Linked DNA regions of Mus musculus: regions 1 and 2 are each linked to region 3. A link is a contact called in public ChIA-PET data. All regions are on one chromosome and are shown on one strand. The core of a region is the stretch at or near the end of the contact, and the rest is flanking DNA. Distances in the headings are between cores, read along the strand shown.

Region 1 (3,893 bases), core at 1,210-3,709, 150 kb before region 3:
GCCTCAGCTGCTATCCATGACTTCTTCATACCATTAAAACCACTAACACCTGGTTGATTCTTAAACATTACCAAACCCAACTGAAGTGCAAGGTACAATATTGGCTGTCTCTGGATTTTTATTCTAAAGCCAGAGCCTCATAGCTGAAACTGCTTAGTTATGCTGCTTGTTTGAGCTGGAACATGCCCTCCTTGTTCTATTACATTATCACCATCTTTCTGTTTTCCAATTTCTTCCTTGCCTAACCTTGGCTGTCCTGGAACTTGCTCTGTAGATTGACCTGGATGGAACTAAGAGATCTGTATGTTTCTCTCTTTTGAATTCTGGGATCAAAGGCTTGTACCACCACACCTGAACTTAAGCTTTTCTGTACTTGGAACTTGCTCTGCACAAGGCTGGCCTTGAACTCAGAGATCTGCTTGTCTCTGTCTCCTGAAATTAAAGGCATGTTCCATCATGCGTGGATCTAAGCTTTGTTGGTTGGGATCTTGCACCAAAGCTACCACCCCCATATTTTGTTTATCTCCTTGATCATTTGATTCAGCTTCATTTCACTTCCTGGTGCCCCATTAATACTTAAAACATACATTTTATATTTTTCCTTTCTCTGCTTGCTCCTTTTAATTAAAACACTCTTTATAAGACAAAACAAGAGAGCAAGGTCTCTGCTGGGATTTTTTTAAGACTTATTTTGTTAATGTAATTAATATAAATCTCTTTACTTTAGTCTCAGGTAGACTCTTCAGACAAGGGTCTGAACCATCTTCTTCACCAAAAACAGTCTCTAGGCCAGATACTGAAGTTCTTCTTCACTGAAACATCTTGGGCCAGGTCTGCACAGTACAAGTCACTCTCAGCAGCAGAGTCTTCCAAATACCTACTAGGATAGCCCAGTAAGCCTCAATAGAAACATTCCACTGCTTGCAACTACTCTGTGTCCCCCCAGCACACTCCTACCCAGCTACATAACAGAGTTAAGCAAGATTTCTGAATTCTTTTACATTGTTAAAATAAATAAATAAAATGTACTTGCTGTCTCTTAAGTATCAAGGAGCTGGGGTTATGGGCAGATGATTCATAGGATAATCAAAAGGGATCCTGGAATAAATAACCAAATTCATATGTAATAAAAAAAACCCAGGCTTTTGATCTGTATATGATGAGCTAGCAGGAAGATACTGCAGTACTTTTTAAAGTGTTTTTTCTGTAATGAGAGCTGAGCTATCTGGATATCTCTGGAAAGCAAACACAGCTCTTCAAGATTTTTTCCTAACATTCTAATGTCTGAGGTTAGAAATTCCAAGAATTACTTAGAGAGGTGACAGAGCTCTGTTAAAATGTTTTCTAGCAGTTATCCAGAGAAGGCTATGTGAAGAGTGAACACAGCAGATTTTTTTTTCCTTTCTGATTTTGATAACCCAAGAATTACTTTTAGAATTTTTCTAACAGTATTTTTGACTTGATTGGAAAAGCCAAGAATTTTTTAGATCAGTTTTTCTGACTTTGGTGAGAAAACTGAGGAGCTATCCAGAGAGCGTTTAGAATTTTTACTAGCAGAGAGAGCTGTCTCACGCAGAAAGCTAGCTGTCTCAACCACAGAGGTTTTAGAATAGAAAGTAAAATCAGTCTAGAGCACACAGACACAGAGAAAGCAGTCTGGGAAGCCATCTCATCTGGAATGCTATCTCAGCAGAACATAAGCCAGCAGCTTGGACCCATGATTTGAGTTCAAGTTGCTTGTTTCCCTGTTGCTCTCAAACACCCCTTCTCTTAGGAACCCAGACCTAGGTGAGGTTGGTCCTCTGCATTAGTGTTCTCTGTTCTTTCTGTACATTGATACATTTTTGTATCTATATATTTTGATACATTTATTGGTTAGATCACAGATAATGATTAACAAAGAGCTCCTTAGCCATCTACTTTTACAGCGTCATTTACTGGATGGTTAGCTAAGATTTTGTAATAGAAGATGAACATTCTAGAGGTATTTCTGTCCAATACTTTTATAATTTACGTATGTTTCTGCATGACTTTGAGCTAAGAATGCCCTTAAAAATCTCTGCTTTTACCTTGTGATCAAGTTCAGAAGAGGATTTAACATAGCATGCATAGGGGTAGGCAAACCTATATGTGAACTTATCAACATTCCCTAAGTAAAGTCTCAATGATTCCAAAAGGAAGAAGCGGAAGTGCCTACTGAGTGTTGTGACTGGAGCTCTGGAAAGCTCCAAATTTGCAATGTGGCCCACAGTGGAGAGAAGCGGGTAACTTAGCCAAGAGCAAATTGGAGTTGTGGGTCTTCCCCTGACCAGGGTGGGGGAAAAAGACCGGCAAGCAATTGGAAGAAAGACAAAGGTGGTACTGAAATGCAAATTTCTACAGATCCGGGAAAGGACTGGCCTCAGACTGGCAACCTGTGCCCGGAATTATTCCGCTGTGTCCCTTCAGCACACTCTAATCCAATGGGTGGTGTGTATGTCACTCCAGATTCACTAGCCAATTAGGACATCCAGACGGATCTGCCACCCAAAAGAGAAGGCGGGCTCTTCCGGGTGCGATCTTGCAAGTTCCTCTTTTAAATTTAGCTAGCAGTCTTGAATGTTTCTGCTTGATGTGTTCTGTGTGCCGCTCCTGGGTGCGGGGAGCTCAGGCAAGCCCAGAAGTTCCGACACGTTAAGTGCAGGGCAGTCTCCCACAAAGGGAGGAGCAGGCGGCTGAGCCCAGGGGGCTCTGTGGTAAACAGCAGCCTGACAGAAGCTGTTACTTGTGAGGTTCCCCTGTGGTCCTTCTCTCTCCCTGGGCCCGGCTGTGGGCTCGGAATAATCTCACTAGGGTGGCTGCATCTACACAAAGCATTTGGGGAAAGGGCTTCTGTGTAGAAATACCCTTGGCAGGATGCCAAACTTGGAGAGCCCTTGTTTCTATAGTTTCTTCTGTAAGTTTTGGCCTTAGCATTTAGGCATTTTATAGCTAGGTATAAGTCCCATTTCGAGTTAATTTTGTGGAGCCTGTAAAAGGCATCTCGTGTGTCGGATAGCACTCAAATATTAAGCTGTGATGTAGAAGAGTAAAATTGATGTAAAGGATCGACTAATGCTTGTAGTGGCGGCAAGTCGAATGTAGGTGAGGGAGGACTGCCCCTAAAACTCCACACAGGTATGTGCTATGCTAAAAAGGCCGATTGGAGAATAGGATGCTAGAATACATGTGGTAGTTTACCGGGATTGTCCAGACATTTGTCCACAAACCATAAGGTAGGAGACAACTCTGCTTTACAATCATGAATTAGCCCCATCCTGACTTCAAAGAGCAGGTCTCTAACAAGTGGCTCCAAGGGGCAATATAGGGCCACAACCAACTTTAAGGCCTGGTGTGCCATAAAGGTCTGGTTTTCTTCTTGAGAAAAGCATCGTTTTGTCACATGGGCAAGACTACAGCTGGTGATAACTCTTTGAAAAGGAAAAACACTGTTTGGTGAGGACTGGCCTGGTCAAGCAAGGCATAGAACAGCTCCTTCTAGGTCTCCAGAGCCAATGCCAACCTGGGGCTCAGGCTTGGGAGCTTCCCCTAAGGCCCTGAAGTGCTGGGAATAAAATAGAGCTCCTTCTCTAAAGCAAGGACGGTGCTTGGGAGAGCGGGTGGAGGTCTGGGGCCAGGGCCTTCGGGGATGGCTTGCTTCAGACCCTGAGATCCCACCACATGCGGCTATGGTTATCAGTCCCGAGTCCAGTGTGGGCTTGGTCAGGAACGTTTTTGAGAGATTCTCTCTTCCTGTTTTTCCAGCTTTCTTTTATTAGCTCCTTCCTGTGGTTTTCTCACTGTATAGTAGTTTGTGCTGACTTCATAGAAGTCTCCTATCTTGTTCCATTTTCCCCCTGTAAGAAGTATACAAG
Region 2 (3,544 bases), core at 997-3,496, 250 kb before region 3:
GCATTCCCCTACAGTGGGCATCGAATGCCCTCAGGTCCAAGGGCCTCTCCTCGTGGCATTTTTCTGTATGGATTCTTTTCACTATAGCTGAATAGAAACTAAATGTGATCCTCGTCTTCATTTTTGCTTCACGGTCAGGTCTGCTCCTACCCTCTTCCCCAGCCAAGCATCTGCAATGCAGACTAATTATGAAGTAGACACAGGTACAGGGGGAGTATGATGGGGTGGCAGTGACAGTGCAGGCAGAGCTCTGTGTCCAGTTGCTCCTGAAGAGCATCAGATAATCAGATAATTTTTTTTTTTGAGACAGCATTTCTCTATGTAGTCCTGGCTGTCGTGGAACTCACTTTGTAGGCCAGTCTGGCCTTGAACTCAGAGATCCACCTGCCTCTGCCTCTCAAGTGCTGGGAGTAAAGGTGTGTGCCACTGTGCCCAGCCATATAAATACTTTCACAAGTCATAAATAACCACTGTGGTGGTTCATATTTAGTACACAGGAACACGTCCTCCCAGTCTGACTGACTTGAGTTGGCCCCCTATTTCCAGGCACCCCTATATAATTCCCACTTAGTCTTTTTGTTGCTGTTGTTGGTACTGTATGTGTGTGTGTGTGTGTGTGTGTGTGTGTGTGTGTGTGTGTCTCCATGCCTCTGTCAGAATGTGAGCTCATTCTTTATTTTATTTTAGAGGGCATCCGATTTCATTATAGATGGTTGTGAGCCACCATGTGGTTGCTGGAAGTTGAACTCAGGACTTCTGGAAAAACAGTCAGTGCTCTTAACCACTGAGTCATCTCTCCAGCCCCATGAGCTCATTCTTCATGTTTTCTCCCACAGTGCAGCACACAGTAGGCAAACAATAAGTGCCAGTCAAATCTAGCAGTGTGCAGTGGGTAGCTTACAGATTCCCGCTTGGCTGAAGCTGCTGTTGGTTGTCCGTGTCTCCGAGGCAGCCTCCTTCCAGGACCACTTAAAGCTTTTGCACCGGGGCCCAGTACAGAATGGCCTGACTCCGGCTCTTTTACTGTGTTCTCTGTCATAGTGATAGTCCCCTAGCTTTCCATCCTGGCCCCACTGCTCAGCTGTGGTACCATGGCCTCTCTAGGCTAGTTGTAATAGAGACAGGGATGCTTGCTTTTTCTCCTGATGGTCAGCAAGCCTTGAAGTACATGAAGGAACTTGCAGTATATGATGGTTTGTACCAGGGTGGTGTGAACGTGAGGTTTGGCTTGCTGTGGTAGTCACAACATTTCATCAGGAGCTTAGTAGAAATGACCACAAAGATCCTTTTGTGTGAACTACAAGGTTCTGGTTCTTTTTATTTTAGAGCAGTAACTTGGAAGGCTTGTGGTTTCTGCACAGCATTGGTGGCCATGTTGGCTTCTATTCCAGGTCTCCTGAATTCAGCCCAAGTGCTGCTTACTTTCCTTCCTCTACAGTGGAAAACACCCAGGAAATAGGAAGGAGAAAATGAGTCTCTTACTTTCCAAAAGCTCATCCCTGGGCACTGTTGGGAGGGGGGAGAAGAGTGCTGCTCATCTAATAGAAGCCTTGGCTCTGTCTACCTTTTTAAAAAAGATTTATTTATTTATTCTATGTAAGTACACTGTCACTGTCTTCAGACACACTAGAAGAGGGCATCAGATCCCATTACAGATGGTTGTGAGCCACTATGTGGTTGCTGGGATTTGAATTCAGGACCTTTGGAAGAGCAGTCAGTATTCTTAACCACTGAGCCATCTCATCAGCCTCAGTTTTGTCTACTTTTAAGACTGCTTGTTATTTCTGAAACAGACGAGAACTTGGGAGCCTTGATAATGTACGGCAGATTTCTTTGGAAGATGCTCTCCGCAGCCAAGAGGTTGATGTCGCCTATATTTGCACTGAGAGTTCCAGCCACGAAGACTATATAAGGTAGGTTTCTTGATGCACACAGGCTTTGCCTTACATGTGCAAGCTAAAAACTATGCAAGTGGGACTTAATGGTCAACACAGAAAATTCTCGTTGTCCTGTGACCTTTAAAAATTACTGTCAGGAGGGCTAGAGAGATGGCCTAGCTGTTAAGAGCACCAACTTCTCTTCCAGAGGTTCTGAGTTCAATTCTGAGAAACCACATGTAGCTCACAACCATCTGTAATGGGATCTGATGCCCTCTTCTGGTGTGTCTGAAGATAGTGACAGTGTAGTCACACAAAAAAATTACTGCAGGAACTATACTGTACGTAAAAAAAATACTGTCAGGAACCGGATGTGGTTATGCACGCCTTTAACCCCAGCAATCACAAGGCAGAAGCAAGCAGAGCTGTCAGTTTCAGGACAGCCTAGTGAATTCCAAGACAGCCAGAGCTACATAGTGAGATCTCGTGAAATAAACCCTTCTCTCCCAAAGCTGCTTTTGATCACAGCGTTTATCCCAGTAGTGGAAAGTAAACTAGAGTTTGAATACTGATGAATAGTGAAATGATCTTACAACTGGACATGTTTGGTATAGATCATTCTTTACTTTGCAAGGGCACTGGGTCTTGGCTGTTTGTGACACTTTCTCATGGGGGCACTGGGTCTTGGCTGTTTGTGACACTCGTACACAGGCTCTCATGCATTTGCAGACTTGTGTTCCTACAGGGCATTTGTGAGTTTATTTGAAGTGTCCTTTCCCTGTCTTTTTGTTTTCAAAGGCAGTTTCTTCAGGCTGGCAAGCATGTCCTCGTGGAATACCCCATGGCATTGTCATTTGCGGCAGCGCAGGAGCTGTGGGAGCTGGCTGCACAGAAAGGTGATGTTTTCTCTGACTCTGTCTGCCTCCTGAGTTTCTAGGGTGACGTCACTGCCTTTCCAGCAAGCTGCCTTATGTGCATCGGCTTTGCTACTGAGTTCCCATCTCCCTCCTGGCCCAGGCTGTGGATGCATAGGGAGGTGTGTGGATGAGAAAAATGCAGAGGAGCCTGTGGACTCTTAGCTTTGTTCTAATGAAACAGTAGATTGGTTGCCACATGTCACAGTGGCATGATGTTGATATTGTACTTGTACCTCAGATACTTACTGATGGGTTTTGGTTTTTTTTTAACAAAATCTTAATCATTGGATTTTACCATTGAAGCCAGGGGCTGGGTTGAAAACCTTCTAGCTCAGAGAAGTAGAGGAAGCACCCAGCTGTCGTTCCTTCTCAGCTGACATCCCAGAATGAATCCCCATCACCAAAAAGCTCCTTCAAACTGAATGACCCTCCCTTCTACTTCCTGTGTGTCTCTCTACCCACCCTTCTGACTCCCTCTTACTCTCTATGGTTTTTTTCTTAATAATCCTATGTTCACTTCCTGTCCACTGGTTACTTGTTCCTCCTCTTGACCTATGGTTGACTTTATTTAATCCGTTGAGAATACTCAAGCAGAAAACTACTGGATTAAAGGTATGTGTTAAGGCTGAGCTACACCACAACTAGAAATGGGTTTTTCCAGTAAACAGCACCATGTCAGGGTTCACAGTGTGATCAAATATCCTGCAACAACTTAATAATGGAAAAATTCCCAAATCAATGTAAGTGGTT
Region 3 (3,883 bases), core at 995-3,494:
CACTTACTGTCTAGTGAAGAGGCACTTGGCAGCCTGTGCCAGCAGCCATCCTGGCTGGGGCCCCATCTCATGTTATCCCCAGCCGATGTCCAGAGTCCTATCTCCTCTTGGCAGGCTTCCAGCGAATGGTTCTGGACAAACAGGGTCCTGAGGAGGTAGCAAGGGGTGGCAGACAACCTACAGATGACTCATTGGTGGCGGCATTGGGGGGTGGGGATCTTCAGTCAGAACAGGAGCTGGGGAGGGATGTGGGCTCTTCTACCCCAGCCTTGGACTTTCATCAGGTGTTGAAGGTGGGGGTTTCCCCCTGATTTGGGACTCCAGCAGAAGATGAAGGCAAGCTCCTCTTTTATGGTTCAGTTTGGCTTCTTTGAGTTCATCTGTGTTTGTCAGAGCTGAAAAGGGTACCACGCCAAGGACAGTGGCTTTGGGGTGTATGTGTGACAGATCCGCATTGGCTCATATGCAAAGACTGAGGCACCCAGCAGACTCTGAGGGACACACTCTCACCCTGCCAGGGGGCCCAGCAGCTCAGTTCAGCACTGGAGTCAGGGGCTGGAGTTTCCCACAAAGCTAAGTTGATTTCACTCCTGCTGCAGGGACCTCAGCTAGCAGGGCCTCCCCTCTTCTCCACAGCTGGAAGGCTGTGGCTCCAGGCATGGCAGGTGACTCTGTTCAGCAAGACTAGACATGATGGTCCCCCTCCATGCTCTGTAATTTGTCCCTGGAATCAGCCATTAAGTCATCTGTGAGGCTGATGCCAAGGATAAGAGCCCCCTATCAGCTTCAGGGATCTATGGTCCAGACTCCCTGGCTGGGCTGCCAGTTGTGCTGTATCAGCCTCCAGACAGGCTTGGTGGGAAGGGACCCAGGCTGTGGCCCTGGAACCAACTTGCATGACCGTGCCACTGAGACACAAGTCCATGACTCCTGGTCCAGGAGTCCTCGTAGCTCTCCCTGGCATTCTGTATCCCCCACAAGCCCCAAGTTCCCCAAATCAAGAGGAAAGGCATAATATTTTGCTCGAGCACCTATATACCTACCATACCTTATGTTAGGGGTCCCCACAGGTTCTAGCCACAGGCCTCCAAGAAACAAAGGATCTGCAGGGATGCTGGAAGGGTCTTAGTAAAGGCAGAGGATTGGCTCAGGGCAATAAAGATTTGGGAGGCTGGGTTCTGAACACTGTCCCCACCCGCCTGCTTCAGTTCAGCCACCTACCAACTTTCTCGCCCCCAACGCAGGAGTGTCCCGGGGGGCCCACGTGCAGCTGGGCCTCACCACATCCGGGAGGGGGGGGCGGGCAGGCACTTGAGTGGGGGAGCACAGAATGGCTGTGAGTTACCCAGTTTTTCATTCTTACAGTTTGGTGTGGGACCAGGGCCTGTCCCAGAGGGGTTTGTAGCTCCTAAGGGGTCGGAAGGGAACAGGTTCTGTGAATAGTCCTTCTTCCCCTGAAATTCCCGCCAGGCCTGGCTATGCCCTGGGAGAGCCCAGCATCGTCAACAGAGTTCCTCTTTAGCCCTGGCCTGTGGCATGGGAACTACTTCTTTTTAGGCTCTTGGGGGTTTCCCTGGGCCCCTGGGGAAAGAAACTGTCCCAGTCATAAGAGGAAACTCGTCACAGGCCCCTGCGCCCCTTCCCCATTAAAGCCCCTCCCACCCCACCCCACCCCCGCCCCTGCCCCAGGGCTTTGGCTTTCCAGGACTCCTCCACCTGGGCCTGGGCCTGACATGGGAGAATAGGACAATTTCCTGACGGTTGGTGTCTTTCCTAATAGTGTATCATTATGGGTAGCAACAGGTAATTTGTCCATTTTTGCTATCGAAATTCCTAGAATGAAAACCCTGGGAGAAAATGGGAAAAGTGAGGAAGCTGAAGACCTGAGTAACTCAAAGGCTCGGTGCAGCTGAGAGCTGAGTTCCTAAGCACTTAGTGGCTTGAAGCCTGGCAAAGAGTGGGGAGCACTGGGGCATATACACTGGAGAGACGTGGGTGGGGCCTCTAGACTCCAGGCCGACACTTGTCACGGTCTGGTTCCCAGTTTCTTCCCCCGCGTGTCCCTCCCCCTGATGCCCCGCCCCACCCACCCCCTGTCCGCTCAGGGAGCCCCGGGGGCGGCCCAGCCAGAGTCCCACGTGAAGCCGCGGGGGCGGGCACCGGCGCCTTCCTGCTCTACCCTTGTATGGTGACCCGAGGGGCCAGCCCTCGAGTATTTAAGCCCGGGCTCGACGAAGAGCCCCCAGAACCGTCAGCTCCCGCCACACAGACACCGCGCCGCCGGAGCCGAGGGAGAGGACATCCGGAAGCAGGAGGCTTTGCGATGCCGATCGCCATGGGGCTGGAGACGGCGTGCGAGCTAGAGTGCGCGGCGCTGGGCGCGCTGCTGCGGGAGCCGCGGGAGGCCGAGCGCACGCTGCTGCTCGACTGCCGCCCGTTCCTGGCCTTCTGCCGGAGCCACGTGCGCGCCGCGCGACCGGTGCCCTGGAACGCGCTGCTGCGGCGGCGTGCGCGCGGCACCCCCGCCGCTGCCCTCGCCTGTCTGTTGCCCGACCGCGCACTCCGGGCGCGCCTGGGCCGCGGGGAGCTGGCCCGTGCCGTGGTGCTGGATGAAAGCAGCGCGTCTGTGGCCGAGCTCCCGCCGGACGGCCCCGCTCACCTGCTGCTAGCCGCACTGCAGCACGAGATGCGCGGGGGACCCACGACCGTGTGCTTCTTGCGAGGTGAGCCCGCGCCCCGCGCCCTGCGCCCTTCGCCCCTTCTCCCATGTTCCGCGCCCCGCGCTCTTAGCCCCTTGTCCCACGTTCCGTGCCCCGTTCCCGACCTCTTGGCTAATCATACCCTTTCTTGTCTTTCCCACAGGCGGTTTCAAAAGCTTCCAGACGTACTGTCCGGATCTGTGCTCTGAAGCTCCTGCCCAGGCCCTGCCTCCTGCTGGGGCCGAAAATAGCAACTCTGACCCGAGGGTTCCGATCTATGACCAGGTGAGTTGATATTCGAATTTGTTGTCTTCATTGTGCATTCTAGAGGGATGCCTCTGGAGAACGCCAGTGGGGAAAGACAGGGGTGTGTTCCAATATACATTCCCAGATGTGGAGAGTGTTTGTGTGACCTGCAAATGGTGTGAACGTGTATATATCCTCATACAGACTTTAAGGCATATGTGGCACAAAGTGTCTGAACATATGTCCCCTTGTGGCCTCAAGACTTTTAATTCTGTCCTTGGTCAGAAGGCCTAGAGCTTCTCTTGTTTCTAGCCAATCCAAGATGTCTGGATCAAGCCCTCCAGCACAAGGCTGAGTGAGGTCTCACCACCGTCCCCTTCCTCCTCCAGGGTGGTCCTGTGGAAATCTTGCCCTACCTGTACTTGGGCAGCTGCAACCACTCCTCAGATCTTCAGGGCCTGCAGGCCTGCGGCATCACAGCAGTTCTCAATGTCTCTGCCAGCTGCCCCAACCACTTTGAGGGTCTTTTCCATTACAAGAGCATTCCAGTAGAAGATAACCAGATGGTGGAGATAAGTGCCTGGTTCCAGGAGGCTATCAGCTTCATAGGTAGGGGAGCCTCAGCCCAGGGTTCTGTGGGAACTGTAGGGGAGAAGGTACAGGCACCTGATTCCTCTGTCCACCTTCCTGTCTGACTCTCGGCTCCACATTTCTTTTTCAGACTCGGTGAAGAATAGTGGGGGCCGGGTGCTGGTGCACTGCCAAGCTGGCATCTCTCGCTCAGCCACCATCTGCCTGGCATACCTGATTCAGAGCCACCGGGTACGGCTGGACGAGGCCTTTGACTTTGTTAAGCAACGTCGGGGAGTCATCTCCCCCAACTTCAGTTTCATGGGGCAGCTGCTACAGCTGGAGACCCAGGTGCTGTGTCACTGAGG

The links. ChIA-PET counts read pairs in DNA pulled down with a chosen protein or histone mark.
Region 1: an RNA polymerase II ChIA-PET map of effector CD8 T cells shows a contact between it and region 3, with 65 read pairs. The contact joins the enhancer-like site here to the promoter of Dusp2 in region 3. A contact is called at or near these places in 6 of 39 promoter capture datasets (the 3T3-L1 cell line, the C10 cell line, embryonic stem cells and 3 more), 10 of 484 Hi-C or Micro-C datasets (the AML12 cell line, embryonic fibroblasts, embryonic stem cells and 6 more), 3 of 115 datasets of contacts at active chromatin or transcription factors (effector CD8 T cells, embryonic stem cells and memory CD8 T cells) and 3 of 9 other capture datasets (adipose tissue, liver and pancreatic islet).
Region 2: a contact with region 3 is called in an RNA polymerase II ChIA-PET map of effector CD8 T cells, with 5 read pairs. The contact joins the enhancer-like site here to the promoter of Dusp2 in region 3. A contact is called at or near these places in 4 of 484 Hi-C or Micro-C datasets (the HPC-7 cell line, embryonic stem cells and myocytes), 2 of 115 datasets of contacts at active chromatin or transcription factors (effector CD8 T cells and memory CD8 T cells) and 1 of 9 other capture datasets (liver).

Annotation. Positions count from the first base shown.
Region 1 is chr2:127,180,467-127,184,359 of GRCm38.p6, forward strand. No RefSeq gene overlaps it. Among named protein-coding and RNA genes, the nearest start is that of 1810024B03Rik, 26 kb to the right of the region's middle. Within about 2 kb of position 2,460, at least 362 of the 459 cell types and tissues checked have an H3K27ac peak or open chromatin away from gene starts, as enhancers often do. A contact at or near this core is called in the AML12 cell line, adipose tissue, effector CD8 T cells and 10 more, where this site is marked.
Region 2 is chr2:127,084,170-127,087,713 of GRCm38.p6, forward strand. Blvra (biliverdin reductase A) reads left to right here. Exons shown (of 8, transcript NM_026678.4): 4 at 1,794-1,913; 5 at 2,676-2,773. Among named protein-coding and RNA genes, the nearest start is that of Gm39922, 13 kb to the right of the region's middle. Within about 2 kb of position 2,247, at least 33 of the 459 cell types and tissues checked have an H3K27ac peak or open chromatin away from gene starts, as enhancers often do. A contact at or near this core is called in effector CD8 T cells, where this site is marked.
Region 3 is chr2:127,333,915-127,337,797 of GRCm38.p6, forward strand. Dusp2 (dual specificity phosphatase 2) reads left to right here and starts at 2,245. Exons shown (of 4, transcript NM_010090.2): 1 at 2,245-2,723; 2 at 2,863-2,984; 3 at 3,335-3,554; 4 at 3,667-3,883. The coding sequence starts at 2,324. The coding sequence ends at 3,881. It overlaps Gm46762 (a long non-coding RNA gene), which reads right to left and starts at 1,637. Exons shown (of 3, transcript XR_003953899.1): 1 at 8-1,637.